Regions from separate parts of the Sus scrofa genome. Here region 2 is linked to region 1. Evidence: chromatin contacts called from public HiChIP or PLAC-seq data. All regions are on one chromosome and are shown on one strand. The core of a region is the stretch at or near the end of the contact, and the rest is flanking DNA. Distances in the headings are between cores, read along the strand shown.

The links. HiChIP or PLAC-seq counts read pairs in DNA pulled down with a chosen protein or histone mark.
Region 2: an H3K27ac HiChIP or PLAC-seq map of alveolar macrophages shows a contact between it and region 1. The contact joins the promoter of SLC25A24 here to the promoter of STXBP3 in region 1. A contact is called at or near these places in 1 of 47 Hi-C or Micro-C datasets (embryonic fibroblasts) and 1 of 2 datasets of contacts at active chromatin or transcription factors (alveolar macrophages).

The regions. Positions count from the first base shown.
Region 1 is chr4:111,292,571-111,296,778 of Sscrofa11.1, reverse strand. STXBP3 (syntaxin-binding protein 3) reads left to right here and starts at 2,712. Exons shown (of 19, transcript XM_021090106.1): 1 at 2,712-2,931. The coding sequence starts at 2,883.
Region 2 is chr4:111,578,307-111,582,692 of Sscrofa11.1, reverse strand. SLC25A24 (solute carrier family 25 member 24) reads right to left here and starts at 2,507. Exons shown (of 10, transcript NM_001199363.1): 1 at 2,325-2,507. The coding sequence starts at 2,507.

The sequences.
Region 1 (4,208 bases), core at 1,463-3,962:
ACTACTCCCAGGGCTACCTTGGAATCTGGCCTTCAGGGGCATGAGTTACAGCTACACCCCCTGTGACCCAAGTCAAACCTGCAACCCAGCAGGGCCTTTCTGTATCACTCCCTGGCACCTGGTTATTCTCCTCAAGGGTAAGGGATGGAGGCACTTTGACTCATCATACTCCTCCATCTCGGTTTGAGCCTCTAGAGCCAGGAGCTCCATTTCAGAAGGTCAGTCTGTACTTTTTCTTATGGCTGGGGTTTCCATTCTGCTATACTAAGCAGAAGCTGATGTAATTATTTTTTTTTTTTGCTTTTTAAGGCCACGCTTGTGGCATATGGAGGTTCCCAGGCTAGGGCTCCAATCAGAGCTACAGCTGCCAGCCTACACCAAAGCCACAGCACCGAGGGATCCAAGCCCCATCTGCAACCTACACCACAGCTCACGGCAACGCCAGATCCTTAACCCATTGAGTGAGGCCAGGGATTGAACCCGCAACTTCATGGTTCCTAGTCGGATTTATTTCCACTGCGCCATGACAGGAACTCCTGATTTAAAATTGAAAAGGAAGACGAATGTAATGTGTGTCTTTGTTTAAAATTCTAAGCAGATAAACCCATTTAAAATAAGTTTGAGAAGTTCCCATTGTGGCTCAGCAGAAATGAATCTGACTAGCATCCATAAGCACACAAGTTTGATCCCTGGCCTCAATCAGTGGGCTAAGGATCTGGCATTGCCATGAGCTGTGGTGTAGGTCATTGATGCGGCTCGGATCCCACATTGCTGTGGCTGTGGTGCAGGCCGGCAGCTATAGCTCTGGTTCAACTCCTAGCCTGGTAGCTTCCAAATGCCAAGGGTGCAGCCCAAAAAAAAAAAAAAAAAAAAAAAAAAGTTTTTAAAGAGGCCAGAGCTCCACCTTAGCCTATATAAACCTTAAGTGGAAAAGCTATTCATGCCATAGGTTTTGCTTAAAGCCATTTTGTGGCTGTTTATAATCTTTTTTTTTTTTTTGGTCATTGTTGTTTTTTTTTTTCAGGTTTTGTTTGTTTGTTTGGTTTTGGGTTTTTTTTGTGCCCCCAGACACACACACATGGCATACAGAAGTTCCCAGCCAGGTAATCGAATCTGAGCCGTAGCTGTGACCTGTGCCCCAGCATCAGGAATGCCAGATCCTTAACATGCTGCACCACAGTGGGAACTCCTATGGCTGTTTTTATTTTTCATTAGCTTTCTCTCTCCTAAAGAGCAAAAACTGAGGTTATCCCATAGTCTGCTCCCTTGCTTTCTGCGTAGCTCAAGGCTAATCCTTCTTCCCACTCCACCACTAGCTGTGCATCCTTGGCAAGCTACTTGACTTCACTAAGCCTGTTTCCTTGTCTGTAAGGGTTGCTTTGAGGATCAATGAGATAGTCCACTTAGCACGGTGCCTGCTTTAGTAAATGTTAGCTATTATAATTACTAATAGTAAGTACCATTTACACTTCTCTATGTGACCAAGTTGAATTAAGAAAATTGGGAGTTCCCATTATGGCTTAGCAGGTTAAGGACCCTACACTGTCTCTGTGAGGACACAAGTTTGATCCCTGGCCTCGCTCAGTGGGTTAAGGATCTGGTGTTGCCACAGGCTGCGATGTAGGTTGAAGATGTGGCTCAGATCTGGTGGTGTCCTGAGTGTGATGTAGGCGAGCAGCTGCTGCTCAGATTTGACCACAAGCTTGGGAACTTACAGGTGCGGCCATAAAAAGAAAAAAATAACGTAAAATTGGTTCTTTGCAAATCCCTGTGAGAAAGCATACTTTGTGTTAATGTCTATGATGGTTATGTCACAGTTTGGGGGGCTCAGCAACTAAACTCATTCAATTCATGAGTGATTAGTTTGATTGCAAGTCTCAGGAAATAGATCTCTCTACCTACACTTGCTATGTTTGAGCTTAAATTGTCTCCTTTGTTGAATCAGCAATAATTCCCTTCTTTTAAATGCTAAAGCATTGATAGCCTCTCCCACCTGAATTTGTTTGTTGAATAGATAATTATTTTATTGGTTCATACAGGTATACTATCATCACAAGGGCATTTACTTTTTAACCAACTTTTTTTTTTTTTTTTTTTTGTCTTTTTGTCTTTTTGTCTTTTTGCAGCAACGCCAGATCGGAGCCACGTCTGCAACCTACACCACAGCTCACCGCAACGCTGGATCCTAAACCCACTAAGCAAGGCCAGGGATTGAACACGCAACCTCATGGCTCCTAGTCGGATTCGTTATCCACTGTGCCACGAGGAGGAACTCCTTAACCAACTTTTGACTACCTGCAGCATATCAAGAATTGAGCTAATTAGATTTTTAATTCTTCAGAATCTGGTCTCATTTATTTGACGTTCCTGAAAGTCTTGAACAGTTCTGGGCACACTGGATGGCACCTCACATTTCTGCCCAATTATTGCCTCCTTGAACGATGAATAAACTTTTTGAAGGATAAATTTTCTATTCGGTAGGCGACTGAATGAAGTCCATTACAAATCGCTTCACAAAGTGCAGAACTCCCTCCCGTTTTCATGTACCCTACGTGTAATCCGGAATTTCTCAGATGCTGTTAGCTCCCAATCCGTTGGCACGGTTTCGTTTTCTGACGTCACAGGTCGTCGAAATTCATCTGACAGCCTCCCGCTAGGGGGCGCGCAACTGCTCAAGGAGCGTCCATCCGCACTGCGCAGCCTCAGTCTAGGGATGGGCGGGAAGCCCCTACAGAGCCCGTGACGTCACCGGAGGGCGCGGACCGTGGGCGTGGGCGGGGCCTCCCCCGCAGCTAGAGGCGGGGCCCGCCCGACCCCTTTCCCTCAGCTCAAGTAGGTTGCGAGTGGGAGGCGCCGGCGGCTGCTCCGCAGTGTTTGGAAAGATGGCGCCGCCGGTGACGGAACGGGGGCTGAAGAGCGTCGTGTGGCAGAGTGAGTGCGATGGGGCAGGGGCTGAGAGAGGGAAGGCCAAGGAGGCCGTGGCGCCCGGCCTTGCGTTCCTGCCCCAGACCAGCAGTCCCTTGGGGAGCCGCGGCGGCCACTTGTTGCTTTGGCGCCCACGTCCCTGTTAGGACTTCTTCCTGCTTTCCTTCCCAGCGCAGTTCTGGCAGGACCAGGGATGGGCGGGGTGCGGGAGGACGCGGCCCTGGCGTCTGGCACCCTCTCCGCTCGGCGGGGCCCTGGCCCCGAAGCCCCGCCCTGGGTGAGCGGCCCCCGGCCGGCCTTTTCCGCCCGGGGCCCCGGCGCCGGTCCTCCGCCGCGCCCGCGTCGAGGCCCCACCAGTCGGCGATGTCTCTCCACCGGAGACAATCTAAGCACTGTTTTTCTCTCTCGTCCCTCCCACTCTCCCCGCACTTGGGTTTCCGAAAAGTGCTTATTCTTGCTTATTGGTCTTAGTATCAGGGAGGGTTTTATAACCGTACTTTATCTGTCCTTTAAGAAGACAAAAACAAAACCTCACTGTTAAACAGACCCCTCTTCCCTTCTAGAAGAGCCCACTTTCTAAAGAGAAGGGACCGCTGGAATGATTAAATCTCGGGGCAAAGCTGTACCTTCATCCACCTTTTCCTTTCTACTCTCCGAGTCACTCCGTTTTGCTAGGACTGTACTACTTATTGGTTACTCATATTCTGCCATATCATCCACGACTTTCATAAATATCACACCAAACCTAGACCGGTCAGGTTAGAGAAGGAATAATACTGCCAAACAGGAAGAACTATCATTGTTTGGCATTGCTGCGTTCAAAGTAATTATGGTCTAGTGGTGGAAAGGGAGTAACATCCAATTAGTATTTCTGACTCCAGCTTTGAAGAAGGAACAGAAATAGCACCTGAGTTAACAAACTTCTGGGAGTTATAGAATTCCTTGTATAAAATTAAAACTCCAAATTGGTGACTGGCATAGTGATTAGCACATCAGATACTAAAAACAAGTGTATAAATAAAAGAGGGAAAAAAGTTATGAAAATATTTTTATTACTTTTTTCTTTTTACCTTTTTTTTTTTTTTTTGGTCTTTTTGTCTTTTTAGGGCCTCACCCGCAGCATATGGAGGTTCCCAGGCTAGGGGTCTAATTGGAGCTGTAGCCGCCGGCCTACACCACAGCACAGCAACTTGGGATCCGAGCCGCATCTGCGACCTACACCACAGATCAGGGCTACGCCTGATCCTTAACCCGCTGAGTGAGGCCAAGGATCGAAACCGAGT
Region 2 (4,386 bases), core at 1,258-3,757, 290 kb before region 1:
CACGATAATTTTTGGTTTTCTTGTCCTACACGTGCTAGATATAAAAGGACTAACAACCGCTTTCAATTTTTTCCCCTTTTTTCTTTGATTATTTCAAATGAGCCACTGCCTCGTTTAGGGCATTTCCAATCAATGTCTTCAATCTTTTTTATGTCACTGTACTTGGAGACATGATCCTCATCCTAAGACGTTTGGTCTTAGTGGCAGGCACAGCCAATAGATAAAAATAATACCTTCTGAAAATTCTGGCCGTCGTGATATGTGAGACAAGGTTCTTATACAGAGTAGAGTGTGATCAACTCGTCTACAGAGGGCAGACCAGAAGAGCTCACTCCAGAGGAGGTGATATTTATTAAAAAATAAATAAATAAGCCCTATTTTTCCGAATCATAAAAATAATAATGTGATCAACTAAAAAAAAAAAACTGAAATGAAATAAAAATTGTCAAGAAAAAAGTAAAAAGTTAACTTAATCCTACCATCCAGAAGTAACCATATTAACTTTTTATTGAAGAATGAATCAGTCAAAAAAGAGTGTTTGGAATAGTTAATAATATCTGCTAGGAGCATAGAGTGACATGTATGTGTATTCATATATAAAATACGTTTTATGTCTATGTATAAATGCACACATACAGTGATAAATATATGCTATTCTGTTCTACATTTTTGCATACACACGGTTATATAAAACTAATTTTATATTTGTTCTTATCAAACTTTTGGAAAACTAAAAACATTTTTTATTTACAATTTTGAGTTCTCTGTTTTTCTTAATCTTGCCAGAGGTTTTTCTATTCTCATTTTCAAAAAAAAAACTAATCAAAGAAACAAATATTTGCAAATTTAAAGCACATATTTAAGTAATTCCTGGGTCAAAGAGTAAATCATATTGAAAATTAGAAAATCCTTGGAGCAAAGTATTACAACAAAAACACAAACATATGGGATGTAGCTAAAGAAGTGATTAAAAGGCTACTGTAGCTCAAAATTAATGGATCAAGTGTTCAACTCAAGAAATGAAAAAACAGGCAAATGAGTAAACACAGAGAAAGTAGAAGGAAATAAACAGAAGTTAATGAAAGAAATTTTAAAAAACAGAAACGGGGAGTTTCTCTGATGGCCTAAGGGGCTAAGGCTCCAGCATTTTCTCTGCTGTGGCACAGGTTCCATCCTTGGCCTGGGAATTTCCACATGCTATGGGTGTGGCAAAAAAGAAAAAGAGAGAGAACCTGAAATAAATGTTGCATCTCCCATTTAAAAAATAATAATAATGAGAAACAATCAGCAAAAAGTACTGAGAGTTGGTACTTTCAATGTATGAATAAAGTAGACAAAGACTGAAGGGGGGAAAGTGATTGACAAAAAAAAAGATTTGCAAGATTGAAGGCGTCGAGAGATAACAGGAATAAAACAGAGACCATAACTACAGGTACAGTGAGAACTCAAAATGAGAAATGAGTATTATGAGCCTTGGACAAAATGGGCTGTTTCCTAAAAGTTGTAACTTACTAAATGTGACTCACGAAGAAATAGTAAGAGCCCTGTAACCACTGAAGTGAGTAGCTTAAAATATAACTACCATAAAACAGTTGTTGGCTCTTGCAGCTTAATCACTTTCCCTCTTGGGACAGAGAAGGCTGGAGTGTCCTCTTATGTTTCAGTGGGTTGGAGAGGTTCCAAGGATCTCCACCCCCGATAGGGGCTGGACCTCAGAGACACAATTAAAATGACTCAGAGGAGCTGAAATTGCTCATCGATCGGCCAACCCTTCAGCTTTACGCAGTTTGGGCATTAAGAGTGTCTTCAACAAGGCAATGCTACATCTCTTCAACAGGAAGTTGGGAGAAACACACCTTTGCTTTTCAAACAGTTCTGAAACAGAACACAAAACTATCTGGAGCAGTAAAGCAATTTCGAAGAGCTACAGAGTGTGAGCCTTTTCACAGAACGTGGGACCCACTAAAGAGCGAGAGCTAAGAAACTTGATTAAATATTTGCAAAGGCTGGGGATGGGGAGGGTTAAATTTTTTGCAAAGGCGTAAAAAGGCCTGGGGATGCGTTCAGACAAAAGTATTCAGTATGGGATTTCAAACTGTAAGCGACTGTGTCTACTGCACCTTTTTTTTTTTTTTTTTTGGAAAAACACCGGTAGCCTTTCAGATCCTGCCTCGCATCCGTTCCGGGTACCCGGCCGCGGTCCCGCTCCCGAGCCTCTGAACCGCGTCGCGCGGGCTGGAAGCCACAGTTCCAGCTTCTTCCTGCAGAGCCGCGGGCCGCCGCCCTCCCGGCCCCCGCGCGGCGCCCGCCGGGCAGCGACCCACCTCCTCGGCGTCCTGGCCCAGGGGGATGCCCAGGCTCTTGAGCCCCTCCTGCAGCTCGCGGATGTCCACCACGCCGTCCCCGTTGCGGTCCAGCTTCTGGAAGAGGGTCTCGTAGCGCGTCGGCGGCTCGGCGTCCTGGCAGGCCGCCGCGGGCAGCACGAAGCCCCGCAGCCAGCGCAGCATGGTCCCGGAGGCACGGGCCGGCCCAGCCGAGGGAGGTCCGGGGAGCCGAGGGCTGCCCGCGCGCGAGGCCTGAAGGCCAGGGACTCGCGGCGCCGCAGGCGCTGCAGGCTGAGGAGTCGAGGCCCCACCCGGCTCCGCGCACAGGGAGTGGCCGCTCCCGCCGCTGCTCGGGGAGGAGCTCGCCCCAAGCCGGCCTCCGGGAGAGGTCGGGGGACGGGCCTGGCGCTGCCCCGCGCGGGCAGGAAGTGAAAGGGCTGCGGGGTGGGGCCGGGAGGGGCCGGGGGACCTGAGGAGTGAGTTCTGCTCGGTCTCCCGAGTGGAGGAGCCGTCAGGGCGGCGATGCCTGCCTGTGGGTTTCCGCATCTGCAAAGGAAGGTTGGGGAGGGGGACGCTTTGAAGCTCAGGTTTCTGCATTTCAAGCCCCGCTCCTTTCGGGCTGGGAGCCCTGGCGAACTGCCCAGAAATAGTTCTTTTTGCACGGAATTTGGGGCCTTGTCCGGCTCTGTCTCACACAGCTCCCTTGCGTTTTCGTGTAACTTAACTCCACAGACCCCACACATCTCTAGGTCTGCTTTCTAGTCACAAAAATGAGGGAGGGGGAAAGAAGTGGGATGGATGGGAGTTTGGGGTTGGTAGATGCAAGCTCTGACATTCGGAATGGATAAGCAATGGGGTCCTGTGGTACAGCACGGGCAGGGAACTATGTCGGGTCTTGGGGTGGAATATGCTGGAAGATGGTATGAGAAAAAGAATGTATGACTGGGTCACTACGCTGTACAACAGAAATTGACACAACACTGCAAATCAATTATCCTCTAAAAAAAATAAGTATCTCTCACACACACACACACACACACACACACACACACACACGACAGAGAGGGTTGGTTGGGTGGTTGCATACCTGGGATGGGAATTAAGCTTTAAGAAGGAAAGGAGTTAAATCTGAAAGCAATTTAAAAAAAAAAAAAAAGGAACACCTAAAATTAATACAGTGTTTCTGTTAATAAAACTGGGGGAGGGGTGGGGAGGAGTGGGGGAGGGGGACTCAAGGGTCTCTTGGAGAAAAAATCAACATCCATCCAAGTGGGCAGCCGTACTTTGCTCTACAGCTTAGTTAGTGTGATCTGCCCCTGATAAATCTCAGGGCATATCTGCTCATCAGCACTTATCAGAAAAACCTCAGGCCTACTCCTTCTCAGGATAGACACAGTTACAAAAGTGTGGTTTATTGCCCGGGTAAGACAGAACTTCTTACTGCATAACATGCACTAAGCAAAGGAACCCTGGACTTCAGAGCCTTCAGCTGTGTAAACTTGGAGATGAGGCATAACTTCCCTGGGTAGCCTCTCATCAGTAAAATGAGTATGAGTATCTGCCTCATAATAGCAAGGTTGTATACTGTATGTGAAAGATTTTAACACTCTCCAACATCAATCAGATGAGATATTAATTGTGATCATTCTCTGTCCATCCAGAGCTGCCCATAGAAACGATCACTGTATCCTATTATCTGCAGGAGGTACAACTCCACCTGTAAATAAAGATCTCCCCACATCTGAGTTACTAAACAAAGACTAGTTCCAAAAAAAAATCCAGGCCCCCCAGACCTTGAATTTACCTCTCTTCATACTATTTTATATATTTGTGACATATACAAATCCAGAGGTCGTAAAATGAGGACTGCCTACTTAGTAAAAATGATCTTGAAATCAATTTATTTGCTTATTTTACTTCCGATTTCTAGTTTTGTTAAAAATTATCCTCTTTTGTTGGCTACTTCTGGAGTTTGTTAGGAATACAAACTCTCAGGCCCACCCCAGGCCCACTAAATAAAAACCACACTTACACAAGAGCACCAAGTGGTCTTTTATATGCT